Linked DNA regions of Rattus norvegicus: region 1 is linked to region 2. The links are chromatin contacts, called in public Hi-C maps. All regions are on one chromosome and are shown on one strand. Each heading gives the region's core, a stretch centred on a gene start, on an enhancer-like site or on the middle of the called end of the contact. The rest is flanking DNA. Distances are from core to core; before and after follow the strand shown. Region 1 has its middle 7.5 kb from the start of Cd2. Region 2 overlaps Ptgfrn (prostaglandin F2 receptor inhibitor).

Region 1 (7,372 bases), core at 2,098-4,597, 250 kb before region 2:
GGATTTCTAAGAGTTGTTCTCTGGCTTTCACATGTATACACACATATATGTCCACATGCATTTAAAACAACCCCCATCTGCTCACGCATGTGCACACACACACACACACACACACACACACACACACACGAGAAGCCAGTAGAGGTCAAATGCCTGCTTCTCAGCCTGTATAAAAATGTAGGATTGTAAAAAGTATGAGTTTGGGGAAAGTGTGACCCCCAAACTGAACAAGAGGCGTGGACATGGTGGATCAAGACTAGAGAACTAATCCTGAGGACACTGGGCCTCAAGGGGCTGAGGAGAGATGGCTCAGCCACTAAGAGCACTAGGTGCTTTTTAGAGGACCTGGGTTTTGTCCCTAGCACCCACATGGCCGCTTGTAACCATCTGTAATTCCATTCCATTGTCATAGCAGGAGTGGAGGGAGGCATATCAGATAGCCCAGACAAACTGAGCAGGGCCTTTGGTGCTCTGGAGGTAAACTTGTGTCCTTCCTCTCAGCCAAAGCTATGTTGAGGAGCAGACACCACCATTCCAGGTGAGAAAGCCACTGTTCCCTCCACCTCGATACAAAGGAAAAGCTAAAACCTAGGCCCTACAGCACTTGGAATGCTGAACCCCCAGGGAAAGGGCTCACACATGGACAGACACCTTCTCATGTCTTCTTTTTGTGGGGCTGGAGATCAAACGTGAAGCCTTGCAACCTCCAGGCAAGTGTTCCACCACCGAGCTCTCCCTCAGCCTACAGAGACTCCCTTGGAAGGCAGGTGAGAGCTTCTTTCTTAGGAGCTCCTGGTCACTAGAACAGAAGCTGAGAGCTTGCTTGGCAGGCTTTGAATCCCAGCCTTGGCCCTCTGCTATACACAGAATGGAGTGAAGACCGTCTCTTCCTGGTCCTTCTCCTGCATGGGCTAGGCATCAGGTGTGAAGTTGTCTAGAGAATGCACGAAGCCGGATTTTGTTAGACTGAGTAGCTCTTGTGGAAGTTTGGTGCTAGCCTTCGCCCTTCCTTGTACCTGATCCTATGTTAGTACTCTCCTGCAGACCTTGGATGTGATGACTATCAGCTGCCAACCCTTCCACTGGGAGAACGACCCCAAAGTCCCCAAGGCTTCTTTCAAGTATTTCAAGCGAATGCTGAAATGGACAGCTAGGTCCAGGTCATAGACTTGGCCAGGGCTTTGAATGTTCTCATGTCTTCAGAGAGCCACCCAATCTCCAGTGGCTGCTCTTGTGCCCACTGTCCACACCTGATGTTTCAGGTGTGTGAGCACACAGTCAGCAGCCAAAAGACCCCGATGGAAATAAACGAACTCTCAAAGATGCCCAGGCTCTGGCTGAGGTTTGGGTAGGATAGAGGTGTGGAGGGCACACAGCTGCAAGTCCTGTGGCACTCAGGGCCTCCTCTCTGACACGATTCCCATCCAGAAAGATGCCAATCCCTCTCTTCTCCGACTTATACTCGGTAACTCTGCAGAATGCTGGGGAAGTAGAAGGGATGGTGTGGCCTCTAGAGACTAAGTCACAAAAAGCCAGGCACCTCAGCTGCTTCCCTTAGGTGGCTGGCTGTGTTCTAGACATTTTTTCTGAGGGGAAAGCCCCACCTTGTGGGGAGCTGCCATCCAGACAGAGGCCTTGTGGGATATGCCAATCAAGCTTCCAAGGGCAGGCATCAGGCACATCAGTGAAGCCACCATCTTCCATGTTCAACATCCAGCCATCCACAGCAGCCCAGGCACCTAGTGCCTCTCCCAGCAGGACACTGAAAGCCAGGACTCCAGAAGTGTCCTGGTGTGGCTGCGTCAGGTGTGGTGGCCAGAGCACACTCAAAGTGTGATCAGTGTGTCTTCTTAAAGCCACGTTTCTCAGTCCTTGACCCCTGAATTTCCCACAACTGTTAGGTCTCCATGAGCTGAGCTTTCTTTTCATCGATAAACCCTTATAGAAAAAGACTGGACTTTACAGTAACCCCCTCTGAGTTGCCCCTGTCAAGAACAAGGCCTTCCGTGAGCCCTCCCCTTCCACCTAGGCAGTTGCTTTCTGACCCCTCCTTCCACTCTACCTGTACTTCTCGGCAACATTGGATTCTTCTTTGGTCTGAAGATACACCCAACGTGGTCTCCTGCCTTACTCTTCTCCTGAAGGCCCGTCACTAAATTCTATGCTAGTTCATGTTGCTTATTTAAAGCCCCCACTGTGAATGCAGATATAGGCAGGGCTACTTCCTGGGGGCGAGGGGTCTAGAAAAGTCAGGCACAAGAGTACTAGGTGGTCAGTAAATACTCACTGCAAAAATAAAAGAACACCACGCCACAATCACTGTTACCTACAACACAATGGTGTGCTTCGCTCTAAAAATGCTTGCCAAATGCCCCGGTGAAATATCTAAACAATGACGTCCTCTCAGTGCCTTTGGAAAGGGGCACATGATTTCTCGGGCCCTTTCAGCCTCCCTCTCCAGCTTGCCTGCCTCTTCCATGACAGGAGCATGTGTCCCTCTCTTCCACCTGGCTCCTTTGCCTAGGACGCCCGGTGCTGGCTCAGGCACAGCTCTCTCAGCTTCAGTTTTGTCTCTGTCCAGATCCACTGCTCACACTCCTCACAGACACCAGGTCCCAGGTGCCTGTCTCACCTCTCTCCTCAGCCTGGAAAGCAGGAGGATGTGTGCCCTGCTGTCTCTGCCACTCTGCCTTTCGTGTAGCAGCCGGGGTAGGTACAGGTGGGTGTGAGGGGTTTGTGGGATGGAACGCAGGGGTTGGGGGACATATCAGGTGGTTGGAGTCTGTTGATTTGGAGAATTAGTGTGAAGAGAAGTAGGATAAATGCACACACCCCAGAGACATAGATCTCAGAAGCAGAAAGCAAAGCCAGGACTGGCCTTAGCATTTCCAAGCTGTCTTCTTTATCTGCAAAACTGTCTAGCCAAGATGGCCTCCAATTCTTGATCCTCCTATTTCCTTCTCCCGAGTACAGAGATGATGATATCCTGCCAGTGATCAGATCAGATTTTTTTTTAAGACAGGGTCTTGTCTTGCTGTGTAGCCCAGGATATCCCCCACAGTAGTCATCCTCTTGTTTCAGCCTGAAAATGCTGGGGTTATGCATGTGCCACCATAGCCAGCAAAAACACGCTTTGTGAAGGGTGAGGAAAGTAGACTGAAAACCACAATTCAAACTCAAGTTTGAGTGTTTTAACTCCAGGCAAGGAAATTAGCAGGGGTGCAATTCAGGTTGTTGCCAGAGGGTGGCAGCAGGAGACAGGGGCTTAGCCTGAAGGTCTTTTGCAACAAAGCGGTCCTGAAAGCTGCGAGCCAGGATTGTGGTTGTTGGATGTTTGTGCACAGCGCACTGCCTTCTCTCCTGCTGTGGAATCAGGCCACTGCCGAGCTGAGCCAAACCTAGCCGCTTCCCTCCCGAGTGACTGACCCGCTGATCCTTGGTGGTTTTCGCTCTTTTTTTTTTTTTTAAACTTTATTGATTTTTTTGTGAATGTCACATCTCGGCCCTCAATCCCACTCATCTCCTCTCTCCAAAATAAAATAAATAAAAAAAAAGAAAAAACCAACAACAAAATCCAACCACACCAAAAAATCCCCATCTGGTTGTGGAAGCCGTAGTTCATCACAGAGTATTTGTCACACAATGTACACCATTTCCCAATCTGCTTTACTTGCAAATGTTCATTGTGTGAGTCACTAGTCTGGTTCCAGGCCTCTGGCTTCTGCTACACCATCAATACTGGATCCTCACCAGGACTCCTCTTGGACATCCTGTTGTTGTCCTGTGTCATGGAGCTCCTGAAGCTTTGGATCTACAGGACTGACCTTTCCCACGCCTCAGCAGTCCGTAGATGAGGTAGATTTTGGAGTAGGCCAACTCAAAGTCCTGAATGTGGGCCTGGGTGGCAGCTGAGCTGTCAGCCCACCAGCTCTCCAGCACTGCCGCGCTAGGCTAACTCACCCAAGGCCACAGGGCTGGTGAGGGGTGGTGCCAGCTCTCCAGCGCTCACACCGAGGGGGATGGCTCACCAGCAGGGACACACACACACACACACACACACACACACACCAGGGCCAGTTCTATTGTGCTGACCAGGTAAGGTACAGGATCTACCAGCTCTGCACAGCCCTTAGACATCAACATGGGCTCAAGCAGGAACCCAGACCGTGGACGTCCACAGGCCTTTGGTGCTAATGTGAACCACCAACCACCAACATCATCACAGACCCCTGCTACTGCATGGCCACAGACCAAGACATGGCCCTCAGAGGCAGCACTGGCCCAGACTTCACCATGATCTCAGATGGTTGGACGGGCTACTTACATCAGGCTATCCCTTCCCATCCTCATCTCCAGTTCAGCCTCTCTTCACAGTGACTGCATCAGACATGCATACAGTGAGCGGCTGGCTGTGCTGCGGGTGGGCCGCGCATCCGGCAGGCCTCTGGGTGAAGCATTTGTTTTCATTCTTCTCCTTAACTTCACTATATTGTTTGGCGATTTCTGGTGATTGTTGTTGTTGTTACTGTCATTGTCTTTTTAAAATCGTTTTGTTTCATTTTTAATTTAATACTTCTATTAGTTCTTTGAGAATCACATATAAGCATGCAGCATTCTGATGTTTGCTTTTGAGACAGGGTCTCTCTGTGTACCTTGCAACTCAACTCTCTGGGTGCTGGATCACAAGTGCGCCTCTCCTGCTGTAGAGTAAGTATTTTCGCTGGTGACCTCACCTAGTCATTGCCGTAAACTTCAGAGACGAATAGAGCAGGCAGGATCGTTTCCTCCTTCTCTCACCTCAGCACTTTCATTATGAGGGAACAGAGGCACAGAGAGGTTGCCTTCATGATAGTGAGAGAGCAGTAGAAACGTGAAAATCCATCCATTGAGCCTGCGTCTTCTAACTTCGATCCCGTCATGCCATTGTTTCCAGAAGCCATTCTGTTCAGTTGTTCCTGCAGTCAGCGTTTTGGACTCCTGCTGTTCACTGGAGGTCTGCACAGACTTCCAGCATTCTGGTCACTGTGGTCACCTTGGCTAGCTGGGGTCAGCATCCCCTTCCTTTCAGGAAGAAGCCTCAGCCTACTTCCCTCTACCCAGACAGCAGTAGCACCTCCTCCATGAGCCGCTCCCAAGTTAGCTGTTGAGAAACACCCTGTGTCTCTGCGTCATGCATGTCTTGGGCTTTCGGATCACAAACCCACAGCCTCTGCTGGTCTTACAGCTGAGCAATTCCGAGACATCACCAGGAGGAGGGTTGCAAAGCAGAAACAAGATGCAAAGAAAGTCACACAGTCTTTAAAGTTTCTTGGTTTACTTGAGGAGCTAGGACGCATCCCAGGGTTCCCAACAGCCAGGCAGAGGCTGCATCAGTTAGCTGCATCTGCAGCCCAGACTTTCCTACTTCTTGCTGTTCCTCGTGTCAGATGGCTGAGCCTTGGCCTTGAGCTTTCCTGGCCTACCCTCAGGGTGACAATCTCAGTCTCCCCCATTTCCACTCTCTTAAACACAGCACGTTCTATTCCTGTTTATCTGGGGTTTCCCTCTTCACAGTTTCAGTTACCCGAGATCCAACACAGTTCAAAAACATTACATGGAAACTTCCAGAATTAATGAATTTATATCTTTTCCATGACTGTTCTCATAGCTTATTGCCACAGTTGCTCAAATTTGGAATTAGTTCTTATTAATCTTCTAAGGTACCCAATTTATAAACAAAACTTGATTACCAAAAATTAATTAAGGTGTATGCAGAGTCAGCAGTCCCCAGATCCAACGGGGGGGGGGGTGGTGGTTGTGGGATGGATCACCTATACAAAGGGGCTATTGTAGGCCTCTCCACCAGGAACACAGAGGCAAGGGGAAAGCAAGGCTGACAGACATCAATGCTGTCTTAGGGCCCAGACACTGTGGGACATATCCCCTCATCTGACCCTCACAGTGAGCTGGAGGAACTGAGGACACACACACCAGTGCCTGGAGTCACACATCTATTGTATGATGGGGAGTGGAGGGAGTGTTTTCCCCCATCACATGACTGACTGCTGATGACAGACAAGTTTGTCCTTCTTGAAGAGACATTTTACCCTGAGGGGACTTCCAGGTTTGGTGATTCTAGCCTTGGAACCTGAAGTAACCTATGGGTGGCAGCCGTAAGAGGAAAAGGAAGCTCCATTGTTTTCCCTCAGGGAAGTAAGCTAATGGAGGGCAGGTCTGCAGGCAGGAGGTGGTCCACGGAGAAAGAGCTCATCACCTGTCACAGGACATAGGCTGCTGGCCAAGCACACCCAAACACGTTGCCTGGCAACAACAGTCCCCATGAATGGGATGCAGCTGTGGCTGCTGACAGATGGGGCCAGCCAGATACGACCAAGCTGAACATCAACAAAAACCTGGCCACAAGCAGGCAGGCAGCGTAGCTTCTCGGGCTGATAAGCACCGAAGCCATGGTGAATGTAAGTTGTTAGTAAACAATGCTATTGCTTGGCACCTGGTTTGGATTTTTGCCTGAGTGTGAAAGTGTGACCAGGGCTTGGCTAGAGGCAGAGACAGGAGCCCCTCTTAGGAAGCCTGGTTAAACAGGACTCAGGCAAATAGGACTCAGTGGTAGTCTTAGGACAGGAGGGCTAAGTTCCCAGAGTTTAGAGTCCAGCCTCCAGGGGCTGAAAACCAGACAATGGCCTGACCCAACAGGGCAGATGCAATCCAGAAGCTCCCTGGATTTAGAACCCTCAACTGAGTGGCCAAGTGAAGACCAGATTCTCTTTTGCCTTCCTCTAAAATCCCACAACTCAAGCCATCCAGTAGGAGATGAATTTAGAAACATTGTTTCGGTCACCATGTCAACTTGACCTGAGCCTTGCCTGGCTCTCCCTGGTCTCACAGTAAAGGAAGTAGTGTTGGACGCCCCAGTACTCCAGGGAACTCAGCCAAGACCTCTGGGGGCCCGTTCTTCCTCTTCCTCCACTTCATATTCCCTTCCTGTTAGTCTACCTCCCAGGAGCCTTTGTTTGAGCTGGAAAAAGAAGGAGTGGAGAGAGATCAGGAGATCAGCCTTGGACCGTAGGGCACGTGTAAGGAGAAGCGGGAGGGAGTATCCACCAGCTGTGCCCTGGAAACCCAGACAGCCAAAGGCAGAGGCTGCTACCTTGTGGTGTAAGAAGGGGCAGGGGCCACACTTAGGATAAAGACTCAATCAATCAAAAGCAATGCGTGTCAGGGTAAGAGTATCAGGACAGCAGCCTCAGCAGAACAGCAGCCACTGTCCCCTAACACAGAGACTCCTCTCTGAGGGTACCCCCATACCTTTTGATGAAATAAAATGAGCTCGTGTTTTTTGTCATAAAGGGTGCCAAAATATGACACCCCAAAT
Region 2 (6,747 bases), core at 290-2,789:
AAACACAGGAAAGCAGCAGTGGGTGACAGTAAGAATCAATAAGTATGGATGGGTGTAGGAAGATTTTTGGTTTCTTTAAAAAACACAGAAATATGGGCTGGAGAGATGGCTCAGTGGTTAAGAGCACTGACAACTCTTTCAGAGGTCCTGAGTTCAAGTCCCAGCAACCACATGGTGGCTCACAACCATCTGTAATGGGATCTGATGCCCTCTTCTGGTGTCTGAAGACAGCTACAGTATACTTATATATAATAAATAAATAAATCTTTTAAAAAAAGCAGAAATATTTTAAGAATATGTTTAGTTTTAATCGCAGGAGTGGGATATGGGGGTGCTTCAGATGGTCCACAGCAGCCAACTGAATTTGCCTCATGCTCTAGCAGAGGTATGGTTTTGCCAGCTGCAGATAGTTTCTGTGAGTGTGTGGAACTCTGGGCACTCTTCAGAGGGTATAGACACTAGAGCCCGAGAGAGGTGGTGGGCTGTGGTTGGCTGCTGTTTGTTAAGTAGTCATACACAAAGAGGAAGAAATTAGATGTCCTGTTGGTGAAGATCAGTCTTGCCCCAAGGAACTCAACACCCTAGTTATCAGGAAATAGTTTTAACAATAACGACTCCCCTTTCCCCCTCTATTCTTTTTTCTCTCTTACCTAGTGTTAGGGTGTTGAAGGAGTGGGAGAAGGGTGGAAAAGGGTGGAAGAAAGAAGACCCACCAAGTAGTCAAACTCGGCAGCCAAGGACGAGGGAACATCTGTTCATCAGAGCAGAGTGGTCTCCATTTGACCTACAAGCATGGTATTCTGATGATGCGAACTGTGCTCTCAAATGTGGGCACATTTAATAGGTAGGAGAAGGGAGTCTGTGGAAGATCTAAGTAGAGGAAAGAAAGGCAGCCCCTTCATACACACACACACACACACACACACACACACACACACACACACACACACACACACACACACACACCCAGGACTGCCTTGCTTGTTTATTGTGGTAAGGCATGAGAAGTCGGGCTCTGAAGAAAGCAACCACTGCTGCAGCAAAGCAGGGAGGCACAGAGCTCCCTTGAATGTGGAAATGAAGGTAAAGGTGGAAAAGACTGCCAGGGAAAGGCAAGCAAAAACTCCTTAAACGTTTGCACAGCACAGTGCTGTTTTAAAACTCACTTATGATATACACATAAACCCTCCAAATGCTCTTTCTCAGCAAATTAATAAGCCACCAGTTGTGCCTTTCATGTAAACCTCTTTTCTCCAATGTAATTGCAAAAGCTATAGGTAGCTGGTATCTTGCAAATCACAATTTTCCAGAACTTTGCACTCTTGCTCTGTGTGGGTGGAAGATTCTGAATAATTAAACACAAATTGTAATTTCTTTCTTTCTTTTTTCTTTTTCCATTCATCCTATGGCTCTGAGAGGGAATTCTCGGCGGGAAAGTTGCATAAGCAGGCTGAGAGCCAAGGCACTGTTGTATCACAGCAGGGTGGGAGCAGCCAAGCGTGGGTGGCACCATGGTCAGGCTCTGAGGCAGAGCAGAGGCAGTGTGAGTCATCAAGGGGAAAGGGGGGTGTCTCCAGAGCATGCTGTGGGGTGCAAAGGAATGGGGCTCAACCGCCATACTTGGAGCTGAGGGTAGCTGAGGAGCTGGGCCCAGAGGCAGAGTGGCTGAGAATTAGGGTGTTTCATAGCCTCTGTGAGGCATTTCTCCCAGGTGAGGTGGCTTCCGTGTTCTGGAGATGGTGCAGTCGGAGGACAGCAGCGTCTAGGACCTAGCCAGTGTATGTGGTGAGATGGGGTAGCTCAGCACAGCAGCTGTCCACAGGAGGGACCCACATCCTTGACAACAAGTACTCTACCCTTCCCTCTAGCAGCAGCCACCAGTCCAGCCATGTGTGGAGATGAGGGCAGGCACCTTATTATCACTCGTTCCTACTGGGTCCTTTGTGGGACACATGGAGCTACCCAGTGGTTTACTCCCAGAGGCTGGTGAGGCCTGCAGGGTCCACCGTCTCTGGTTATTATTAGCACTGCCCATTCACAGAGAACAAGACCTGCCTGCCTGTTTCTGGGCCACGCTTCCAGGGGCCACACACAGAAACACATGGTCCAGGCATGGCTCTTGGCAGTATTCGCCCATGCTGTTAGTTGGATTGTTTTTTAAAATGTTTTTAAAGTGTATGTGTGTTTGTCTGTGTGTCTGTGCACAGCGAGTGTGTGTACGCACGTGTCTGTCTGTGGAGGCCAGAAGAGGATGTCAGATCCCTTAGAAGTGGAGTTACACGTAGTTGTGAGCTACCTGACGTGGGTGCTGAGAACTGAACCCAGGTTTTCGGAAAGAGCAGTAAATACTTTGAACCACTGAGCTGTCTCTCCAGAGCCCTATTAAATGCATCGTGTAATAATCTAACATGGCTTGTTCAGGTCATGTGGCCAATAGGTACCAGGATTCTGGCCCAGGCTAGCCCACCTTAGCATCCCATGATGCACAGTGAAGAATGACGAAATGGGAACACCTCTATGCTTTGTCATTAGCTGCCACTCTAGACTCACACGTGACAGCAGCGTTCTCCTGGGTAGCAGAACGTACTCTGCCCTGTTGCTGAGGGGGATTCAGACAGTGCACAGCACTTCCTCCACTCCCACCAAGCTGGTCTCAGACTTACGTGATGAGAACTGTTACGCTGAGGTGCCACCAGGGGCGGCTGAGGAGAGAGATGATCTGCCTTCATAGTGGAATTAGCATTTGGACCTGTTTGGAAATGCCCACTTTTAGTTGACCTCCCTTCGGTGTTACGTGGGTCTGAACAACCTCTGTTTGCCTTATAAAGTATTTCCAAAGTTACTGATGTACTTTCATTGAATGAATGGCTATTATTTTGTTGTTGTTGTTGTTGTTGTCTAGCAAAAACTGACACGTATAAAAAGTCCGGAGCCAGGGTCGTAGCTTACCAATAGATCACTTGTCCAGCACGGCCCTTGGTTCAGTCCTCAGTGGTTGTGTGTTTTTTAGAAAAAGGAATTTAGTCAAGCAGGTTTCAGATGCAACTGTGTTTCTGATCCTCAGTCCCCACATGCCTTCTGGATGAGTCTGGTAGCTCAGCAGCTGCGTTGGGTTGGTACAGTGAGAGCGGGGTTAAAGGGCCTCAGTTTCCACACTGTGCAGATTAATCCTGTACCAGCCTCTTTCTCTTCAGCCCATCTTAATTTATTCCAGGCTGTTAGAACCTCAGTTTCACAGAGTCCTTCCTGATCCACTAGCTTTACTCTCTGGGACTATTAACTGTGTTCAATTTTCTCAGCTTGGTTTTCTTTTCCCTCTTGTCTTGAACTTAAATACTTCTGCAAGGGGGAAGACAAAAACAAAACAGCACAAACCGCAGTGAACAATGAAATCCAAACTGTCTGCAACTTTAAATCTGACACAGTTTATTTTATGTGCGGTCTCTGGTTCTTCTGCTTGAAATGCCTGGGGACTCTGCACACCAGGCTTCACACACAGGGCTGTGTGGCCCCAAATCCTCTTCCCGCAGTTCCTTAGGGTGGGGTTGGTCATTAGCTGCACACACTACTCTCTGTGGCCGTGTGACCTTGCCACAGGGGTGGCTGTGACAGTGTATCATCACAGGCTGCCTGGAGGTTCATATAGAACAGACCTGGCCAGGAATCAGGGCTACAGACAAAGGCCTGTGTGCATCACTTCTGCTCGCACTCTGACCTCAGCACTCTGGCTTGGTAATCCACAGATGACATGGCCTTCGATGTATCCTGGTTTGCAGTACACTCTTTTGGCTTGGACAAGGCTCCCATCCTCCTATCCTCCTTGGACCGGAAGGGAGTCGTGACTACAGGCCAGAGGGACTGGAAGAGTACCGTCAGCCTGGAGCGAGTGAGCGTGCTGGAATTTTTGCTGCAAGTGCATGGCTCTGAGGACCAGGACTTTGGCAACTACTATTGTTCTGTGACTCCCTGGGTGAGGTCACCAACTGGTTCCTGGCAGAGGGAAGCCGAGATCCACTCCAGGCCCATCTTTATAACTGTGAAGATGGATGGTGAGCTCCCGCTCTGGGTATCTAGAATGTCTTCCCTTGTGTTGCAGCACATAGAATCCAGGCTTCTAGAGCTTGGTCCAGCTTGGTTTTTCTCAAGGGTCTGCTGACTTGGGCCAAAGCAGTTTTGCAAGTTGCTAGCTTTGCAGTCCTGACACCACTGAGGAAGGACTTTTAGGAAGCTCAGCTCCTCTGTGACTCTGGAAACCCACTTCCCCACATCCTAAGGTGGGCATGGCTTCTGCTATGTGGGGGCAGAGAAGTCTCCAGGTGAGACTGTGGGTTAAAGACAGTTCTTGCCCACCTGCTGTTTCATTGTTTTTGAGATGCAGTCTCATAAGTCCCAGACTTGCTTCAAATTCACTGTCTAGCCCAAGGCTGGCCTTGAATTCCCGATCTACCTCTCAGCATCTATTGTTTTACTTGGAGAAGGAAGGTTTCCTCGGAGCCTCTAGCAGAGTGGGGAACTCTTGGAACCCTACAATAGGAGAATGTCTCTACTGACCCATACCAAACCCACCCCACCCAGACCAACCTAACCAATCAGACCTCTACCCCACAGGCCCCCAAGCCTCCCTGAGCTAGGCATTTGTCCCTCTAGTCTCAAGAAACGTGTCTGCCCTGTAAGAGCTTCAGAGTGTTATGCTACCTGGAACGACTCCATGGAGAGAATTAATTCCAGATGCTTAAGGGTTAGGAGAAGCATTGACCAAGAACATGTTTCCCTAGTGGCGAATCAGTCTAAGGAGAAGAACATTTGAGGTTCCTCCTCACTTAGCTTTTCTCTTGGGTGACTTTTTCTGAGGAGTCTACTTATAGTCACCCCAGATGAAGAGGACAGTGACTGGCCAGAGAAACAATTTTACCCAAGTCCAGCTTGGTGAGTGTCTTAGTCAGGGTTTCTATTCCTGCACAAACATCATGACCAAGAAGCAAGTTGAGAAGGAAAGGGTTTATTCAGCTTACACTTCCACATTGCTGTTCATCACCAAAGGAAGTCGGGACTGGAACCCAAGCAGGTCTGGAAGCAGGAGCTGATGCAGAGGCCATGGAGGGATGTTACTTACTGGCTTGCTTCCCCTGGCTTGCTCAGCTTGCTCTCTTATAGAACCCAAGACCACCAGCCCAAGGATGGCACCACCCACAATGTGCTGGGCCCTCCTCCCTTGATCACTAATTGAGTAAATGCCTTACAGCTGGGTCTCATGGAGGCATTTCCACAACCAAGGCTCCTTTCTCTATGATAACTCCAACTTGTGTCAAGTTGACACCCAAAACCAGCCAGTACAGTGTGTCAGTGAGTTTATTAGTGTTACAGGATTATGGGTAGAATACAGGCAGCTATACCACGGAGGAAGACTCCCCCATCTCAACCCCACCCCACCACACACACCTGTAATTACTAACCACGTGAGTAGAGGGAAGAGGCCTCGAGCCACTTCTGAGGAGAAATGTTAATAAATCCTGCTCTTGCAAAGGTCTGTGCAGATGAGTACAGCCAGTCCGGCTTGGAGATGGCAGCGCCATGCCCTGCTTGGAGGACAGACCTCCACATACTGTCTGGTCCACCTCCTGAGGAAATATGACAGGAGTCTCCCATGGGGCTGTTAGGAAACTTAGATCATTCCAAACATTAAGGACTTGGTCAGAGGCGGGCACCTACCCAGAGCACTGGGGGAGCGAAAGAGGCCCTCCTGGGGCGGGATCTGAAGTTCAGTGACCTCTGCCCCATTTGCGTCTTAAGCTCTGCTTGCAGTAGCGCCCTGTGAAAACCCAGCTTCAAACACGTAGGAGATGCTTATTCACTTTGCTCGATAATTTACTATAGTGTTTCTTAAAATAGCGCCTTTAGTACACTTCAGTTATTCGATGCATAGAAATTGATTTATTCAGTCTTTTTTTTTTCTCTAAAGGACGCATCTGCTGTTCAATGTGCGGTGCCCTTATACTGACTTTTAAAAATCAATCTCCTGCCAAAACCCTAAAAAGAAGTTGACATTCAAAGGCATCAAATGAAATCTCTTTACTGTGCGCTACCCCCACCCCCCACCCCCATCCCCCACATGCCCAGCCCACAGTAGTGAGTGGGGACATTTGTTCACTTCTTCAACAGAGCTGAGCTGCTCCTGACTGAATCACATGCCAGGTGCAGGGTATGGGATTTATGAGCTCTGATCTCTGCAGAGATCTACTGCAGGAGTTGGGGGTGGGGAAGGGGGAACCAGGGAGTGAGCCAGCGCTCTCTACCCTCCAGCCCTGCACTAACCCTTCCACTTTCTGTCTTCTGCCCAGTGCTGAACGCCTTCAAGTACCCGCTGCTGATCGGCGTGGGCCTGTCCACAGTCATCGGGCTCCTGTCCTGCCTCATTGGGTACTGCAGTTCCCATTGGTGCTGTAAGAAGGAGGTGCGGGAGACGCGTCGGGAGCGCCGCAGGCTCATGTCCATGGAGATGGATTAAGCAGTTGGAGGGACAGAGGAACGTTGTAGGAGCGGTGGGGTGGGGAGTGAGAAGAGGACTCTGAGATTTTACAACCGAGTGTGTTACACTAAAACCGGTCCTCTCTAATCTCAGGTGGGACTCAGCGCTCTCTCTTTTCTGCATGTCAAGTTCCGAGCGCGGACATGTTTACCAACACACGGCTCTTCTTCCCACGGCACTTTCTGATATGTAACAATCGAGTGTGTGTCTCCCCCCCCGCT

Evidence for each region. Hi-C and Micro-C count contacts between places; a contact is called where the count stands out from the background.
Region 1: a Hi-C map of the Rat2 cell line shows a contact between it and region 2, with 3 times the contacts expected there. The contact joins two enhancer-like sites. A contact is called at or near these places in 2 of 12 Hi-C or Micro-C datasets (the A7r5 cell line and the Rat2 cell line).

What each region holds. Positions count from the first base shown.
Region 1 is chr2:191,416,451-191,423,822 of GRCr8, reverse strand. No RefSeq gene overlaps it. Among named protein-coding and RNA genes, the nearest start is that of Cd2, 7.5 kb to the right of the region's middle. Within about 2 kb of position 3,347, at least 18 of the 93 cell types and tissues checked have an H3K27ac peak or open chromatin away from gene starts, as enhancers often do.
Region 2 is chr2:191,161,058-191,167,804 of GRCr8, reverse strand. It overlaps Ptgfrn (prostaglandin F2 receptor inhibitor), which reads left to right. Exons shown (of 9, transcript NM_019243.2): 8 at 3,744-4,049; 9 at 6,339-6,747. The coding sequence ends at 6,505. Among named protein-coding and RNA genes, the nearest start is that of Cd101, 16 kb to the right of the region's middle. Within about 2 kb of position 1,539, at least 27 of the 93 cell types and tissues checked have an H3K27ac peak or open chromatin away from gene starts, as enhancers often do.